2 separate regions of the Zea mays genome follow, and region 2 is linked to region 1. A link is a contact called in public Hi-C data. All regions are on one chromosome and are shown on one strand. The core of a region is the stretch at or near the end of the contact, and the rest is flanking DNA. Distances in the headings are between cores, read along the strand shown. Region 1 holds the start of LOC100383343 (Polypyrimidine tract-binding protein homolog 3). Region 2 has its middle 69 kb from the start of LOC100280167.

Region 1 (3,638 bases), core at 714-3,213:
TTCGGCCAAGACCAACGCTTGCCTACTCCACGTTGTGGCGTCCCAACGGACGAGGGTTGCAATCAACCCCTCCCAAGCGGTCCAAAGACCAGCTTGAATACCACAGTGTCTTGCTTTTCCTTTCAATATCCCGTTTGCGAGGAATCTCCACAACTTGGAGTCTCTCGCCCTTACACTTGAGATTCACAGAGAAATACGGAGTAAGGGAGGGAAGCAACACACACAAATCCACAGCAAAATGCGCACACACATGGCCAAGAATCGAGCTCAAAAGACTATCTCAAAGTTCTCACTAGAACGGAGCTCGAATCACTGAGAATGACAAACGAATGCGCAAAGACTGAGTGTGGATGATCAAGAATGCTCTAAGGTTGCTTGGTCTCTTCCTCCATGCGCCTAGGGGTCCCTTTTATAGCCCCAAGGCAGCTAGGAGCCGTTGAGAACAAATCTGGAAGGCCACCCTTGCCTTCTGTCGTCGGGCGCACCGGACAGTCCGGTGCACACCGGACACTGTCCGGTGCCCGATTTCCTTCCTTAAATAGCGAAGCCGACCGTTGCAGATGCGGGAGCCGTTGGCGCACCGGACATGTCCGGTGCACACCGGACAGTCCGGTGCCCCCTTCCGACCGTTGGCTCGGCCACGTGTCCCGCGTAGATCGCGCGGCCGACCGTTGGCCCAGCCGACCGTTGGCTCACCGGACAGTCCGGTGCACACCGGACAGTCCGGTGAATTTTAGCCGTACGTCGTCGGCGAATTCCCGAGAGCGGCCACTTCGCCCGAGGCAGCCTGGCGCACCGGACACTGTCCGGTGCACCACCGGACAGTCCGGTGCCCCAGACCGAAACAGCCTCTTGGCTGTACACAGCCAACTCTTCTCTTTTCTTCTTCTTTCTGTTTCTGATACTTAGACACGTATATTAGTACACAAAACCAATGCACTAAGACTTAGAAACATACCTTTGCTCTTGATTTGCACTTTGTTCATCCATGGGCATAGATTCACATTTAAGCGCTTGTGTTGGCACTCAATCACCAAAATACTTTAGAAATGGCCCAAGGGCACATTTCCCTTTCAGATCTCGGATGCGTCGTCAAGTGCTTCTGTTTGCTCAAAGGGAGGTCGTCATTTGCAGTATGTTGTGGTCAGTGTGCCTCCTGCCTCCCTTAGTCCCCGTCTGTGTTGCATGGCAGATGGCCAAAAGTGGGACACACGTAGCTACGAGGGGAGGTCTAGATGCACATTGGCTTTAGTATGCCGATGAGTATGTTGCTCTCATTGTAGTCGTCATACGACTGTCGTCGTTTCGGCCGCTTAAACCTGCGTCGTGTTATGTTTGCCTTCTCTGTTTCCTCTCTGTTGTTAAAGTCCTTACTGCGCTGTGCTTTGCAGTTGTCTGTAATATGTGGTCTGCCACAACATCATGTAAGGGGTTGCTTCGTTTCCCTTATAAACGAGGTTGTTAAGACGTGACTTAGTCATTGCTAGAGTCAATAAAATTCAGGTGGGGTTCTCTTCATCCGTTGTCAGTCTAAAAAATCACCCCCTTCATGTGACTTTTAGTAGTACATATAATTTGCACAACATAGGAATTACAAGTTTTTGTCTAACACAAAAGTTAGATCTACAGACGGTGTGACATACTGTTCCAAAGAATATGAATTCTTTAGAACTCGTGATTTAAAGGAGCATAGAAGAGAGGTGGAGAGATTGAGAAATATAAAACCGATGTTAAATAAAGAAGTTTTTATCATTTAATGTTGAATAAGGGAACGTGTTAAATAGAGAATTTTTTCACAGATGAATAAAGACATCCTTGTAGCAGCCGATGACCACGAAGGTGGTCTCTGCCTGCCCAAATCAAGCGCTCGCCTGACTCAGGAGTCAGGAGTCGGGTACAACAAGGCGTCATCACTATCCTTTTCTGCTGAATCCAGAAGACAAATACACTACTGCCGTGCCCCCCTCCCTTCTCTCTCTCTTCGCCGCAGCGTCAGCCGACGGCAAAACCCTAGATCTCTCTCCCTCTTAAACCCTCTCAACAAGGTAATGTTTGTTGCCAGAAGATTGGAGCTTTGGCTGTAGATCTCTCTTCTCCCCGTTTCCTCGATAGTTTCGCGACCGACCAATTTCTTGGTGATTTTTGGCTGTTGCCTGTGTTACAGTGCGGGAGGATGTCAGAGCCGTCCAAGGTAATCCACATCCGCAACGTCGGGCACGAGATTGCCGAGGTATGTAGGGGATCAGTTAAGGGGAATCTCGAACCTTTTGGATTTTGTTTTTTCGGATCAAATTCGAATCGGATTGTTTGATTTATGGAAAAATTTGATTTTTAATGGCTATATTCCGCCACTCTGCTGCTGTTTTGCAGTCTGATCTCCTTCAGCTGCTGCAGCCGTTCGGCATGGTCTCCAAGATCGTCATGTTGCGTGCCAAGAACCAAGTGGGTCATTTCTTCTTTCCAGCATTTGACTGAGTAGATTGACTATAGGTATTGCTTACTTCTGGTTGTTTTGTTTTGTGGCTCAGGCTCTTCTGCAGATGGAAGACCTCCATGCTTCCGTGAGCGCGCTGCAATATTACACTTCTGTTCAACCTAGCATAAGGTAATGCAGTCTATGCGTATTGGCCGCAATGCCTTATGGATGCCAAGGGCTCCAAAAGAGACATTCATACATGTGTTACGATGTAAGCTGCCAAGTAGCATAGCCATATGCCTGGTAGCTAATGTGTTTAAATTTATGGATGCTGAGGATATGTTTTTGGGCTTTTTTGTTGCGAAGTGTTGAACTTAAGAATACCCTATTTTTAACAATTGAGTTTAACATCCCATCCTATATGTGATTTATCATTTTTTGTGCATCATGTTTGACATTTTAGGGGAAGGAATGTATACATGCAGTTCTCATCTCACCAAGAGCTTACCACTGACCAGAGCTCTCATGGAAGGAATTCTGATCAGGTATGCCACGCTTCTGTACTGTATAATTAGTTTATTACTATATTTTCCAATATAGTAATATAGTCTAAACCTAAACCAATATTATGCATTTATGCTATAGGCCCTGGATGTAACTGATGCATGTTAGATTATATGCTGTAGGCCCTGGATGAAACTGATGCATGTTAGATTATTAGTGCATCACGTTTTGTTATACTTTCTTATTGACCTTTGTTGGCATTAAGTTGTATGATAATCAATTAACCACATCGGACATGCAGGCATAAAAACAATAGTGCATTGACTTAACATGAAAAAACAATCAAATTTCTTATTAGGTCCACTATTTGTGTGAGAGCCTACTTTTGGTTTATGTAATGTTGCCTTTTTATGTTTCTGTACAACACCCCTGGTATTGGTTTAGTTGCTGGCATGTCTACATTTTTGGGGTAGGCTTGGTTTGTTTCCAATTGAAGTATCAAGCATTCATAATTCTGTCCATTTTTAGCAATCCATTCCATAACAAAATTGTTAGAAAAGTGTATTGTTTGAAAGTATGTTTAGCTGTATTTTATACCTTTCTACCTCTTGTAGATAGAGTTAGATCGTGTCACATATCTGCTCTCTTATTTTCCAACTAGTTATACACATTCCTCCCTATTTATTCTTTTCTTTCTCTCTCCTCTTTTCTGTCTCGG
Region 2 (3,638 bases), core at 358-2,857, 180 kb after region 1:
GAGCTTGTCTATGGCAGGAAGCAGTGTTGCCTGTGGAAATAAGTTTGAATGCTGTCAGGTTTGCCAGACAAAATGATCTAACTGTTACTGATTATTATAATTCAATGATGGATAATATTGATGAGGTGACTGACAAGAGGATGATAGCTTTGGAAGCAATAGAAAAGGACAAGATCATGGTAGCCAGGGCCTACAACAAGAAGGTCAAAACAAAATCATTTCAAGTAGGGGACCTGGTGTGGAAGACCATTCTACCGCTAAGGAATAAAGACCGGAAGTTTGGGAAATGGTCGCCAAGCTGGGAGGGTCCTTATAAAGTAAAACAGGTGATGTCTGGCAACGCCTATTTGCTACAAACATTACAAGGCAAGGATTTGTCTAAGGCTTTGAATGGGCGTTTCCTCAAACAGTACCATCCTAGTATGTGGCAAGATGCCTAAGAGAACCGATGTAATCACATCGAGTTAGTTGCTTTTGGTTTGCTCAGGTCCACCAAAAGGCAGGGGGGCATATGTTGAGCACACTTTTGAGCTGGCGGACGGTCCAGCCCTGAGGCCGGACGGTCCGCGGTCCGGACAGTCTGCGCCTGTGGGCCGGACGGTCCGCGCATGCGCAGAGCAGTTTAGGGTTCCGAGTTTTGTGCTACGGTTGTTAGCTATATTCGCAGGATTAGCTCGGAATCAGTTGTGTAAAGGGTCCAGCCCCCCTCCTCTATAAATAGAGAGGTCTACGGCCGATTAATCATCAACAATCGAATCAATACAACTTCTATTTCGCATTTTATCGTAGGAGTAGTTCTAGTCTAGTTTAGGTTTAGCCTCTCGATCCCCAAATCTTCTGCCTCTCCTCGACTCTACGTCGATTAGAGGAGTCTAGGTCGGTCTATTCGAGCTTAGACAACTCCTAGGATCTCTCCTCCCCGACGGGGTCCGTCCCGGGAGCGAGATCCAGGCGCCGCCGGCGATCTTCCGCCGCCCCTGCGCACGCGCGGACCGTCCGGCCCTAGGGTGCGGACCGTCCGGCCGTAAGGCAGAGAACCCGAGCTCCTGCACCAGGTCGCGGACCGTCCGCGCCTGACCAGAGAGCATCGTCGCGCCTCGCACCAGGTCGCGGACCGTCCGGCCCCTGCGCGCGGACCGTCCGCCCCTGTGCAGAGGGCACCGCTACGGGCGTCAACAGTACCCATACAGGTATGAGTCACCCATCAGGTCATCCATGCCGACAGAGATTAAGCATATGTCAAAATAATACATTGTGTGAATATCAAGTATATCCATCTAAATACCATTACATAAATTCTATCGTTATTCAATCATCCATTCAACATCACCACAGATAATTGGATAGAGTAGCAACACTAAGATAGTACCACGTATAACGCACTACATGTTCCATTAAATGGTCGTTGAATAATTGTTAAGTCTTCCGTGATATTATTGTTCAAAAGATTGTTAAATAGTCAAATCCTTTCATGATATTATTGTTCTCTTTAAAAACCCACGCGTTTCAGAACTGCGGCGGCGCCCTGATCACTTTGACTTGCGAGTTAACGCAGCACAAACAACCGCCAAACTCAGAACTGCGGCGCCCTGACCACCTGCGCAGTCAACAAACAATTGCGAAGTCAGCAAGTGGACTTGGTCGACGTGATTCAGGGCCAATTGCGAGCTCAGCAAGTGCTAGTCGCTTTCAGAAACACGCTGCGACTTGCGTTGCAGCAAAAATAATAATAAAAAAATCTTCCTGCCTCTACTTATCTTGGTTGCACTGCTACACCAATATGTATAGTTGCGCTAGATATGCTCACATTCTAGCTTCCAGTTGCACATAAATGGAATTCCATGAGAAGAACCGTTGCAATGCAAGAAGACCAGCAGTAAAGTCCTCCAGCACAGCCGGCTTCGACATCAACATGCTCCAGTCCTCCAGTAAAGTCCTTGGCAGTAGTCAGAACCCAGGAGACCAGCAGAAGATACCCTCGAGGAATCAGGACGGGTTCCCACCAGAAACAAAAAGCAGACACCAACGTTCCAAGACCCAATTCCAGAAGCAGACGAAGAGTTTAGGTCGTCTCTTGTTGGATGCCTTGAATGATGGGAATTCAACTCAGTGGGCATCAGAATATCAGATCAGATCACGCGGTTTAGGTCTTCAGGAAACCTAACTGCACATGAATCTGTGCTCCTTACGAGCCTGTGAGGTGCGAGAGGATTGCAAAGGGCCAGCCCGAGACGCATGCACACTGCATTCGCAATTTACAGACAGGAACTTGTGTAGGCCCGGAACCTGTGTTTGGAAGGCTTTGTCTTGCTACAGAAGACTTCGAGGAAGTTGTTCAGGCATCCTTGGCTGTAGATGCTAGGCCTGCCGTCTGATCTGTATCGGAAGCCCCAAAGAAGCTGGAGAGTGTTTGAAGGCCTACAGTGCTGACATTGCAAATATGTAAATGCAAATAAGAGTCGAGGAAGAAACAAACACGAAAAAGTGCCGGTAATATTGCGCTGCACAATGTCGAAGTGAGTGAGCCAACAAAGATCAGGTTAAAAGAAGGCAACAGAAGAGGAACTGAAGCAATAATACTTCCTAGAGTTTGTAAGAAATCATTCTTTCGACATGAAAGTCCTGAGCGGCCTCTCACTTAGGAAGTTCTATTTCAAATAGTAGCTGATCTTGTAGGAAGTTCTATTTGATCCTGTGTCATGGAGGAGATTTTATTTGGATTACAGAATTCAACAGTTCCCTTTTGCCAGTGCACAACTTATACAGACTATCATGGGGGGACTAATTAATACAGTGTGTCATGTGTGGTTCCTAGGATTTACTGCCAGTTATGCATATTTGAGAAACTGGTCAGGCTGCTGCAATAGGGTGACACTCCACCCAGCTAATAGAAACAAAATCATAAACCTATGTTGAGAGTGCAATAATAAGTATAGAAACATGTTACATGCCCACCAAAGGTTCTTTAGGTTTAAAACAATGAAGTGTATCACATTTATGCTGTCAAGGAATCACAACAGTTATATGTTTGGTGTACTAAGTAGGCCAACTGAAATTAAGCTTCATATGTGGCAATGATGGTCAAATCGCTCTACACAATTGTTGCATATCGAACAGTGTGACCATCGAGGAGGCCGATAAATCATGCAGGAATTAGCACGCAGAATGAACTCACGTAAACCATAAACACCGCAGGAATCGCATATCCTGCATTGTAAGCTGGGAAATGGTGGCACCAATACTGGGGCCACAATGAGCGAAATAGACAGGATGGCTACGCTAGGCATCCTGTATAGAGAAATATATTTAGAGGGTGACTCTACTTGAAAACTCTACACAAGGCTACCTATGGTTCGGGATATGGCTTGTTCCTTCGTCAGATCAGCCTACTCGAAGGACGCACATCATTTGATGAAGGGTTAGATCGTTATTACTCCTACTTTTAGAGTAGTTAATTAATTTAGAAAACTGCACGTGTGGCTTGGCCAATCCACTGACTCGAAGACAGATGGATAATTTGATGTATATGGTACCGTTGTTAAACAAATCAATTCTTTGAACCAGCCCAAATAAAACTATCTTAAAGATGAATAGTTTTACAGAAACTACGAGGGCATCTATGAAAGTATGAGTATATT

Evidence for each region. Hi-C and Micro-C count contacts between places; a contact is called where the count stands out from the background.
Region 2: a contact with region 1 is called in a Hi-C map of leaf, with 5 times the contacts expected there. The contact joins the enhancer-like site here to the promoter of LOC100383343 in region 1. A contact is called at or near these places in 6 of 25 Hi-C or Micro-C datasets (leaf, seedling and tassel).

What each region holds. Positions count from the first base shown.
Region 1 is chr8:102,887,496-102,891,133 of Zm-B73-REFERENCE-NAM-5.0, forward strand. It overlaps LOC100383343 (Polypyrimidine tract-binding protein homolog 3), which reads left to right and starts at 1,964. Exons shown (of 15, transcript NM_001175999.1): 1 at 1,964-2,045; 2 at 2,165-2,230; 3 at 2,371-2,442; 4 at 2,529-2,605; 5 at 2,880-2,961. The coding sequence starts at 2,174.
Region 2 is chr8:103,072,139-103,075,776 of Zm-B73-REFERENCE-NAM-5.0, forward strand. No RefSeq gene overlaps it. Among protein-coding and RNA genes, the nearest start is that of LOC100280167, 69 kb to the right of the region's middle. Within about 2 kb of position 1,608, at least 6 of the 20 cell types and tissues checked have an H3K27ac peak or open chromatin away from gene starts, as enhancers often do. A contact at or near this core is called in leaf, where this site is marked.